Regions from separate parts of the Mus musculus genome. Here all the other regions are linked to region 1. The links are chromatin contacts, called in public promoter capture Hi-C maps. All regions are on one chromosome and are shown on one strand. The core of a region is the stretch at or near the end of the contact, and the rest is flanking DNA. Distances in the headings are between cores, read along the strand shown. Region 1 holds the start of Clec4n (C-type lectin domain family 4, member n). Region 2 has its middle 31 kb from the start of Gm25311. Region 3 holds the start of 1700013D24Rik (RIKEN cDNA 1700013D24 gene).

Evidence for each region. Promoter capture Hi-C pulls out the DNA fragments that hold promoters and counts their contacts.
Region 2: a contact with region 1 is called in a promoter capture Hi-C map of the HPC-7 cell line, with 7 times the contacts expected there. The contact joins the enhancer-like site here to the promoter of Clec4n in region 1. A contact is called at or near these places in 9 of 39 promoter capture datasets (the HPC-7 cell line, HPC-7-derived erythroid cells, cranial neural crest and 6 more).
Region 3: a promoter capture Hi-C map of hematopoietic stem and progenitor cells shows a contact between it and region 1, with 4 times the contacts expected there. The contact joins the promoter of 1700013D24Rik here to the promoter of Clec4n in region 1. A contact is called at or near these places in 5 of 39 promoter capture datasets (the C10 cell line, embryonic stem cells and hematopoietic stem and progenitor cells) and 1 of 9 other capture datasets (embryonic stem cells).

The regions. Positions count from the first base shown.
Region 1 is chr6:123,228,261-123,231,670 of GRCm38.p6, reverse strand. It overlaps Clec4n (C-type lectin domain family 4, member n), which reads right to left and starts at 1,828. Exons shown (of 6, transcript NM_020001.2): 1 at 1,628-1,828; 2 at 1,078-1,167. The coding sequence starts at 1,652.
Region 2 is chr6:124,272,006-124,275,465 of GRCm38.p6, reverse strand. No RefSeq gene overlaps it. Among named protein-coding and RNA genes, the nearest start is that of Gm25311, 31 kb to the left of the region's middle. Within about 2 kb of position 2,030, at least 53 of the 459 cell types and tissues checked have an H3K27ac peak or open chromatin away from gene starts, as enhancers often do. A contact at or near this core is called in the HPC-7 cell line and neutrophils, where this site is marked.
Region 3 is chr6:124,355,585-124,358,873 of GRCm38.p6, reverse strand. It overlaps 1700013D24Rik (RIKEN cDNA 1700013D24 gene), which reads left to right and starts at 1,830. Exons shown (of 3, transcript NR_164180.1): 1 at 1,830-1,996; 2 at 2,381-2,470.

The DNA.
Region 1 (3,410 bases), core at 579-3,078:
GACTTTTAAGTGGGGAATGTATGGTCAAGGTATGTTGTATATGAGTAGGAAAGTTTCAAAAAATAAATAAAAATTATTTTTAATTAGCAGTTTTCATGAGTGTGCACATTAAACAATGTTAACAAAAACAGATCTTCTTTACTATTCTAAGCAAATGTTTCTACTCCATGTTTTGGGTTCTGACCATCTGTTTCTTCTTGGTCCGTGAAATAACTATTCTTAATGGCCACAATCTGTTCTCTTAAGTTTGACTCTGCCAATTAGAGCAGATGTTGCTTCAAGGAGAAGATGAGTTTGTCTTATCACAGAGCATACTGCCAACATCAAGTCACTCTCACTATTTCCTGGACTGTACAGCAATTATTGTGATCAACCTGATAGCAAATGGAGAAGCAGACTGTTGACTGCAAAGAATATCATCAAAACTTCTCACATAATAGACTTCACACACGGATTCTGAGCAGATGAAACAGGACAGAGATATTTTATTTCCTCAATCATCACTATCTCATTTGGTGACTTTTTACTCTTCTATTGAGAAAGGAAAATCCCATATAAATCAGACTCTAAGCTGTCGACATTATGAAATCAACTGGACTTGCACTCCCAATATAGAGATGTGAGAAGAGACTGTGATTACTGGTGAACCCAGTGCTGGAAGGCACTGTCACAGACAATGGTTGTAAATAGTATGAGCTAACAAAGCTGGTGAAGAAACCTTACATATCTCATTAGTCAAAAGATGGGGGAAAAAAAAGAAAAGGAACAAAGAAGAGAAGTCAAGAAAAACATGGCATTACCTGTGAAGTCAGACCAGATAATGGGATTAAAATAACAACTCCAGGCTGGTGGTAGCATATGCCTTCAATCCCAGCACTTAAGAGGCAGAGGTAGGAGGATCTCTTTGAGTTCAGGGCCATCCTGATCTATGGAGAGAATTCCAGGACAGCCAAGGCTTGTTACACAGAAAAACTCTGTCTTGAAAAGCCAAAACAAAACAAAAGTGTCCCTTGGAGTCTCTGTGGAACAGAGACTAGACAGTGCCCCAAAAGAGACACCAGTCAATGAAGAACTTACCCACACAGCTCGCAATGAAACAGGTACTCAAGAGTAACATGGAAATCACAGCAGCTGACCAGAGTCTCAGGGTCCAGCAGACTCCCTTCCCTGTCAGATAGCAATCAGATGTACTCACCACAGGACCAAAAACCTTAGATCAGTTAATAACCAGACAAAATGCTCAGAATAATTATGAACTTAAAGTAGGAAAAAGCTGTCACAGCCCTATAATATGACCAAGTCAGCTCTTAAGCACACACACACACACACACACACACACACACACACACACACTCACAATCTAGAAATATTTCACCCTCAGGCACCTGCAATTTCCATGACCTTATACTTTCTTCTTGTTGTCACATTTCACACCCCCTTCAATAATTTGGTTTCTTGTTGTTTTGAGGGCTTCTGGCTCTGAGATATTATACTTCTGACACATCCCTGGGACTCTGCTGTCTTGATCTACTTCACCACTTCAGCCTGCCACTTGTCCCAGGTAGATCCTCATCACAGTACGTATTCCTATTGTCTCCTTTGACTGAGACAGGAATTCTCACCTCACCTTGGGATTGTCTTTCCTGCACCATTGTTGAGGTGTATGTTCAGAAGGTCAGGGGTTTCTTGCATCTGTCTCCAAAATACGACTCAGGGACCTGGCTTCTGTCAAAGAGGCCAGAGTTCAGAATCAACTTCCACACACACTTGAGTTAAATGCCACAGAGCGGGCCAATGCTGCAAACCCAGAAGTCAGAGAGTCTGCACTGCTCTCCACTGATTTAAAGACATGGGAAAGAGGAAATTGAGAAACATACCTAAATTTGTTCCTAAAAACTCTGTCAAGAATGTTCTCATTACTTTCTCAGTTCCTAATGTGGAAGTATCTCCGACCTCAAAATAAATTTGTCTATAAACTGTATTTACATTAAATGTTCTTTACAATACATTATGTGGATTATTCAGTTGATATGAGGCTTAACTCATATATCAAACAGGATTCTAGGAAGCAATAAGTCTGAATGGCTGAATGGTTAGCTGCTTGTCCTGGGTTGGATATCTAGAAGTCCTCACCCCTTCACACATGTGTACACATGTGCATGCATACATACATACATACATACATACATACATACATACATACATACATACATTAAAGCAAGACATGTGAGTATTAGTCAGAAGTGGTATTGTGACATACAAGGGTGTTGTGGTGTACATTTTGCTATATTGTGACTTTTTGGAATGGAATCAAGCAGGTATTTTAATTATGATTATTGTGACTACATTTTGAAGGTACTAACTCCATTTTGACATTCCTCTTTTCACACAAGCTGTAACTAAGGTAAATAACTGCTCTATCATCTTGACAACACATAAGCAATCACATTGATGACTGTAGGTCAATATGCAAATGAGACTCATGGTATCTAGACTTTTTAGGTGTGTGTGCCCTGTGTATTCAGATTTGACCTGTGTATTCAGATTGCCACGTGTGACACTTTTTTTTCTTTTCTTTTCTTTTTTTTTTTTTTTTTTTTTTTTGGTTTTTCAAGACAGGGTTTCTCTCTATAGCCCTGGCTGTCCTGGAATACACTCTGTAGATGAGGCTGTCCTCAAACTCAGAAATCCACCTGCCTCTGCCTCCCAAGTGTTGAGATTAAAGGAATGCGCCACCATTGCCCGGCATGTGACACATCTTGACTCTACAGTTCCCTCTCAACTGTAGGTGTGGAGACTCTACTGAAACAAATGAGTCCTTCTCTTCAGCACTGATGATTTGAGAGCACTCTGGACTTTTTTCATTCCTATCTTGGAAGGGACTGATCTCAGTAACCGTCCACAGGATTTCATCCATGAGTCTATGTTTGGTTCACTTCTAATGCTGTGTGCTCAACTAATTTTTTTCTTGAACCTATTTTTGCCTATATATCCATATATTCCTTTCCCTTATTTTTGTATGATCTCTAATTGTGATACTTGAAACAAACTGATTGATTGGTTTATGGACCGTTTTCATGTGGGGCCTCACTTGTCATTTGATTGGAGAGTAAAGAGGAGCCCACTCCTCTGGCAGGAGTTATCATCCTTAGGCTTAAAATTGTTGTCATGGACCAGACTGACCTTCTTGGGCTAATATGACAAAATCTGACTTATACTGGGCAAAAGTTCATTGGTAACATTTTACAAGTTCTCTCAATAGATTAGGAGAATTGAAGAGTGGTACACAATCAGAGGCAAGCCCCCATAGAGTCTGTTATCTCTTCCTCCGCACACACATTCTTTAGAACATTTCCTCCACTATCCCCATCAACACCCCCTCATTCACAAGGAAGCAGTCTCCAAGGGAA
Region 2 (3,460 bases), core at 781-3,280, 1.0 Mb before region 1:
CCAAAAGAAATAAACTTTCTGTTATTCTATTTTATTCTACTACAAGTGATAAATGAGATGAGAGATGGTGGCCAATTTACTTGACTACAGTCAACATTTCACTGTAAGTATGGTTAGCAAGATAATCATGTTATATACCTTAAAAATGTACAATTTAAAAAATGTGGACTTTGCAGATCATCTCAGTCTTTTAAAGGACACCCATTGCTCTTCAGGTCACCAAGACACTCCCACCTGAGAAGGAGTAGCAGCAGGTGCTGTAGGAGAGTTGCACGGCCCACCTCCCGGTACACCGAGTACTGTATCTGCTATTCGCTCTTGTGTTGGGACATGAAATGAACTGGGAACTGGGAGAGGAAGCAAAATCTGGACACTGAACAAAATGTCTACTTACATGAACTTTTGTCTACACTCACTGCTCAGGTCTCTGACTCAAATAATCTTGGTTACCATTTTGAGGATAGGAAAACCACTTCAAGCATTATGGATTGCCTCTCCACACTTATCTGGCTGAGTATCAAGTGGAGACTCATGTCTATCTTTATTACTATAGTTGTTTCAGAATGTCATATCTTTCAGGCATCCTTAAGGGTAATTATGGTATTTATGAGTGCTTTCTAATCCAGAAATAATGTCTGTGCTACACTCAAAAAAACCTAGTAAGCTTGGAAAACCCCAATTTTGTTTCCTCTTCCTTGAAAGCAATCACTTTAAAATCTCTCTGAGGCTGATATCAACAACTGATTAGGGTATGGAACGAACTGAATGTAACCGCATCTTCAGTGGAGAATAAAAATGAGTTGTAAATATCCAACTATCCCGTAAGTTGTAAAAAAGTGTGCATCAGACTCTCCTTAACTGTTACTGTGACACAGCAAAAGGACTCCTGGAAGCTAGAGTTTCAAGTTGGTGTCCGTTAGAAGGTCCTTCATTTGTAAATGTGATGAAGTAAGCATGCACACACACATGCACAGGAATGCACATAGACACACGTATGCACATATATGCACACTCACACACAGTATCTCAGTGAGGAATAAGAATCAGCATTGTATGTGTGAGCCATAGATGTGGAAACAAAGGAATCTTGGCAAAAATCAACTCCCGAGAGTGAGGAGAGGCAGAGCATTTTATTTAGATGTTTTGCCATCCTAAATAGGTTTCCAGATGATGTCACCTTTGACGAGATAGGAAAAAAAATACGGAAGGTATGGTGACATAGTGGCGAGAGCTGGGGTGCAAGCTTTGTGAAGTTAGAAAACCCTGAATGTTAGAACCATGATAGCAAAGCCAAACTATTTATTACAGGAGACACAGCAGACAATTGGCAGAACAGGAAAAACAGTTTGTAAAGAGGGGCAAACCTGAGACCTTCAGTCACACTACTGATGAGGACAGAAAGAACTATGGGGCACAGAGTAATAATATAGCTTAAGAAATAAACCCTTCCACAAGTATAAGCTACAATGAATGGGATAGAACAAGAATTTAAATGTGTACTAAAACAGAACTTTTCTCAGTGTGGAAAAATACATTAAATATGTGATTTGAAAAGAAACCTTATTTTAGGAAATAATGAACATATACACATAAAATTTGGATATCCTTTGAGTATAATTGGACAATTCTGGAAGAAAACACCTGTTTATTTAAAGAATAGACAACCTGCTATCTAAAACATCAAAACTAAGCTGGCCTCAGACTTACTCTCTACACTAGGCAGCAAATGGATATAGAGTCATGGGTTGCTCAATGAAAATGCTTCTGACCGGAGCCTCTACTCTATCTGTTTGCCTGTTATGTACATGGATGGTACAACAGCTTGCTATGTAAGCTTTCAGGGAACACACACCCATATGGTGCTCAGCATTGTTTCCTAATGAAGTCAGGGAACAGGCAAGATAGCCCTGGGAGGTAAGAGAAGGGGAGCGTGGGTCAGCAAGACGCAGGCAAGTCGGGTTGGAGTCAGCAGCACTGAGCCTGAGAAGAGTGCTGAGGCACTGTTTAGGAGAGTCTGTGGTTGATTCTTGCACACTCTACTTCCTTCCCCAGGCCATGGTCCCTGGCCACTGCTTCTCTCTTAACGAGGCAGGGAGAAAGTAATCATGAAGAGGAAGTATACTGGGAAGGAATGAAGAAATGAGGGCTGTGACCTCTTCCTAAACAGGGCCAGGAAATGAATATGGAACTGTGATTTAAGCAATGGAGGAATTTCAGGATTTGGGGAAGGCTTATGTGACCCAATAGCTTGTATTGGGGACACATAGTCTCATATTCTGTGCAATGAAGTACATTTGACCTTTTTTGATTGTTGCTGGGTTTTGTGTGAATGTGGGACACAGAAAAGCAAGGATAGTTCAGTGAGATACAGGGGTCAGATGCAACCCTTCAATGCTGCAAATCCTTTCCTATAAAGATGTGAAAATACATGTTAAGCCTCCAAATGGATGTGTGGAAGCCAAAGCCGCCCAATATTATTTCTAAACAGTTAATTCTTTAGCATTTGTTTTCATTTACCCCCAACTGTGTCTGCATGCCATAGTTGGTAGTTCTTCCTGTAAAGCAGGCCTTCAGCATAGTTCCTGAGGTCTTGTCTAGTTTCAGTATCTCCATCTGCTTGAGTTTGTGTGTGTGTGTGTGTGTGTGAGAGAGAGAGAGAGAGAGAGAGAGAGAGAGTCTGTATATGAATGTGTGTGACTGTGTGAGTGTGTATGTGAGTGTGTATTTGAATGTGTACGTGTGTGAATGTGTTTGTATGCGTGTGAATGTGTGTATGTGAGTGTGTATGACAGAGAGAGTGGAGGGAGGAAGGGAAATATGTAGAAAACGTGGACAACAGTACAGAGACAGCTCTCTTTAACAAGCATGGATTGATAACTATCTTTTCGTCAGGATTTGCTTCCTTTCCTACACACCCTCTTTATGACTATCTTGTGTTTCTCTTGTGAGACTGTCACCTTTTATACCACTCCCGGCTTCTCTCAAATAAGTCATGATCTCATTCTTTTATGACACATTTGCATGTACTCTGTCTAATATTTTCCTCTCCCAGACCCACAGAGAAGCATCACAACATGCTTACCAGGGAAGCTTGCACACTTTCCCCTCTTTCCCTGTGTCTCGGGTCTCTCAGTATGAGACAGAACAGAGTTGGCCTCACCTGACACTGGCATTCATTCCTGCCTTGCAGAAACTGTGGTACAGTCATGCATGGCGATCACTATAAAATCCTTAGTGAACTTTCCGAGACACAAACAAACATAGATGGTTCGAGAAATATTGATTTCTTCTGGAAGCTTGTGCCTCAGGAGATGCAGTGCTTGGGAAGCAAAGCACACTTATAGCTGTTGCCATGGAATGATCTGAGAGAGACAGTAAGGCGAATGGATGTTAGCTGCCATTCATAGCACTCTAGGCCTAGTCTAGACCCGGCTCACTGTGTTAAACCCTATAGGTGGAA
Region 3 (3,289 bases), core at 581-3,080, 1.1 Mb before region 1:
AGCTCCCAGTATAGGCCCATGGGACTGTGAGTGGGCCCCTGTGTTTATGGAACCCAGTGCTTGCAAGCTAATTAGAGAGCTAGATTAGGGGCATCAAGTTCCTTGGGGCAAGTTTCATCTACACTATCAGGATATCTAGTTTCTTCTTGTTTCTTCTTTGTGCATGACTACTTAACAAACTGACCAACAGCAACCAACAACCAATCAATCAACAACCCCGGCCCCCCACAACAATGAACCAACCAACAGAGCCTTTTCATCATGCCGTAGCATGAAAAGGCTATATATCCTCTAAAAATTCTCCAGATTTCCAAATGTCATACAATCACAGAAACTATCTGCAGCTGGCAAAAGCACACCTCAGACAGAGCATGAGGCAAATTGTAGTCAACTGTTGTGGATAATCTGAAGTAGCCCCATGTCTCACACCTGGGATTAAAATGAAAACACACTCTTAAAATATTTTTTTTGTGTTTTTTAAAGAAACCAAATTCCAGAATTCTTACCACATTGAGTGCCATGGTTTCAATATGTTAATCAACAGACAATGGTTTGGAAATTCATTTCCCTTATAACACAAGAAGTGGCCCTTGCAAAGAGCCAGGCTAATACCACTGAGGCAAGAGTGTGTTAGGTATTCTGAGAGTAGGTTATTGTAAAGTCAGCCAGTTCCCATCTTTTGCATGCACCCATCTCATTTCTTCTGCAGTAGAATAGCATATCTAAAAGCCCTCAGCAGAGATAGCCTCCAACCTTGGACTTCCCAGCCTCTAGAGCAGGGAGCTGGGGAATTCTTCATTCTTCATCATTTACCCAGGGGTGGGGATTTTGTATAATAATTATGTATAATTATGTATAATTTACTTTTGCCCTACTTTCTTTTGGAAACACTGTCATGGACCAGAAAGCATGTTGTGGGGATGTTCAAAGCACCAGTGGTATGATAATTCTTTTGAACTTAGAAGGGAGACACCACTCTCATCTTGGGATATGAAGTGTTTTGTCACTATTGATTCATGTGATAGGGGAGATAGTCCTATGCCCAGAAAGGACACACAATTCTGGTACACACCAAGTCAGGGAATGACAGGGATTCTAGGAAAGAACACAAAATCCTTCTTGAGGTAATATATATATATATATATACCTCAAATATATATTTAATTCTCATATATATGTTTGATTCTCAAATTTAAGTGTTAATTTCTTAAGACTAATGCTAGGATTGAGAGATCTAATGAGTTAGCTCTCTCTTATGAATATAGATGTTCCAATGTAATAAGATGCAGTTCCTGAATATATAGTAAGCTATGTGCTTGATTAGTCTGGCCAGGCAACTTATTTTAGGTCATCTAAGCAAACCAAGGGGGCTGAGGAGGTTTCTCAAGTTGAAAAAGTGCTTCCTGTGTAAACGTAAGGGTCCAAGTTAGGATCTCCACATCCATGTAAAAGCTGTATGAGAGGTATAGGTCTGTAATCTCAGTGTGTGTGTATGTGTGTGTGTGTGTTTATGTGCATTTGGGCATCAGTCTACCTGATATGGCAACTTTCATTGAACCAGTCTTAAAAAAAAAAGGTGTAGAACAAGAAAGGAAACGTCTGATGTCAATTTCTGGCCTCATATGTGCATACACATGCATACACATGCACACACCATATGCACACACAAAAATATTAGGAAAAGAATCTGTGGTAGGAGGGAACTATCCCTTGTCATAGACAGGATGAAGCTTGGCCAATCCCAATCAGATCCTCATCTCACCCATTGTCTCTGAAGCTATGATGTCATAGCTATGGTCACTTAGGAGGTAAAGAAGCGAAGGCAGAGCATTCTATGTCTTCCCTCCTGTCCAAATGGCAGAGATTGATCCAGGGGTCAGTCTGTTCCCAAGTGGCATACCTTGGCTCTATGTGGTGTTTGCTATACTCTTTGTATTTTTCCTTTTTGTCATGTTCTCGCCTTTTTTGCTCGAGATAGACCAGCACACCAAGAAATGTAAGGACAGTGTGGGGGACTTAGGAGAACAAAGGAACTTTAGTGACAGATTAGTGTATGGACCTAGCGGGAGCACCTATTATACTGTGGGAAACAAGAATGTTCTTTTGTGTGTGTGTGTTCCAAGGTCCCACAGCTCAAGGCTGTGATCCATGGCTCACAGGTCTTAGAAATTGTAATCTTGTGATAGAAAAGCTTAGAGGGCTTGCGTTTGAGCTAGCCCAAGGGATCTATGGCTTTTATACTTGCAGAGGAGGAGGAAGTATCTATAAACTCTGACTTATCTAACTTGAATACCCCAGTACAAAGACATGGGGAGCCCAGGGGACTCTGGACTGTGAGGGAGTCTCTCCAGTGGGCTCTGATGGGGGTACATTGTCTTAGTCTTTCTCAGGTGCCGATGTTCTCTGCGCAATGTTTCCTATAAGGATAAAGACAATATTAAGATGAAGATGAACCATCTGGGAGGGGCAAGTAAGTACTCTCTGTTCTTCATCTCTGGGAACTCATCAGTCCTAGTTTATGTGCTGATTAAGGGAATTCTATGCTAAATCTTGGACTTGGTGGAATAGCGTCTATGTTCTGCACATACTGTGTGCAGATACTGTGTTCTTCTACTAAGTTTGGTCTAAGGGCTCTGCGACTTTTCTCTAGATAATCTTTTGTTTCTTTTTAAAGCAGAGGCTTTAAAAACTAAACTCTCATTAACTCTCATGTTAATCAAAAAGTTTGTTTTGTCATTCATACTTGTGATGTTTCTCTTCCCATGGTATCCTTTCTTGCAAGGACAAAAAAGGTGGCTTTTCTATGGAAGCAATACATTTCCTTCTCTGACAGGGATGAGGAAAGGACGTCGAAAGATACACTATCAGATAGAAAGCCTATGGAATCAAGGTTTATCTTTTCCTGGGTGATATCTTGGTGACCTGTTGATCAAATTCATGCAAATATCAGTGACCCTTCCTGTTGTACATGATTCAACCCAGAGCTTCACTCAGGCTAATCATAAACCTTACTACTGAGTTATATCCACAGCCAATCACCACAGATCCCGAGGACTGTGCGTATTATGGAATTTGTTTCTTTCATGAGGGTCTGCTTTGCCCTCCTGACAACTTCATGACTCTTGTGACATCACAGAGAAGGGACACATTAGAAACTAAATTTCTCTATGACCACCATGTCGGTGGTTCGTGATTATATACCAGTTGACATTCTGTCCAGGTTTCTCTCACATAAAATTGAAATCTCTGTAAAACATTATTTTTCTTGGAGATAAGCAAGACATTGAAA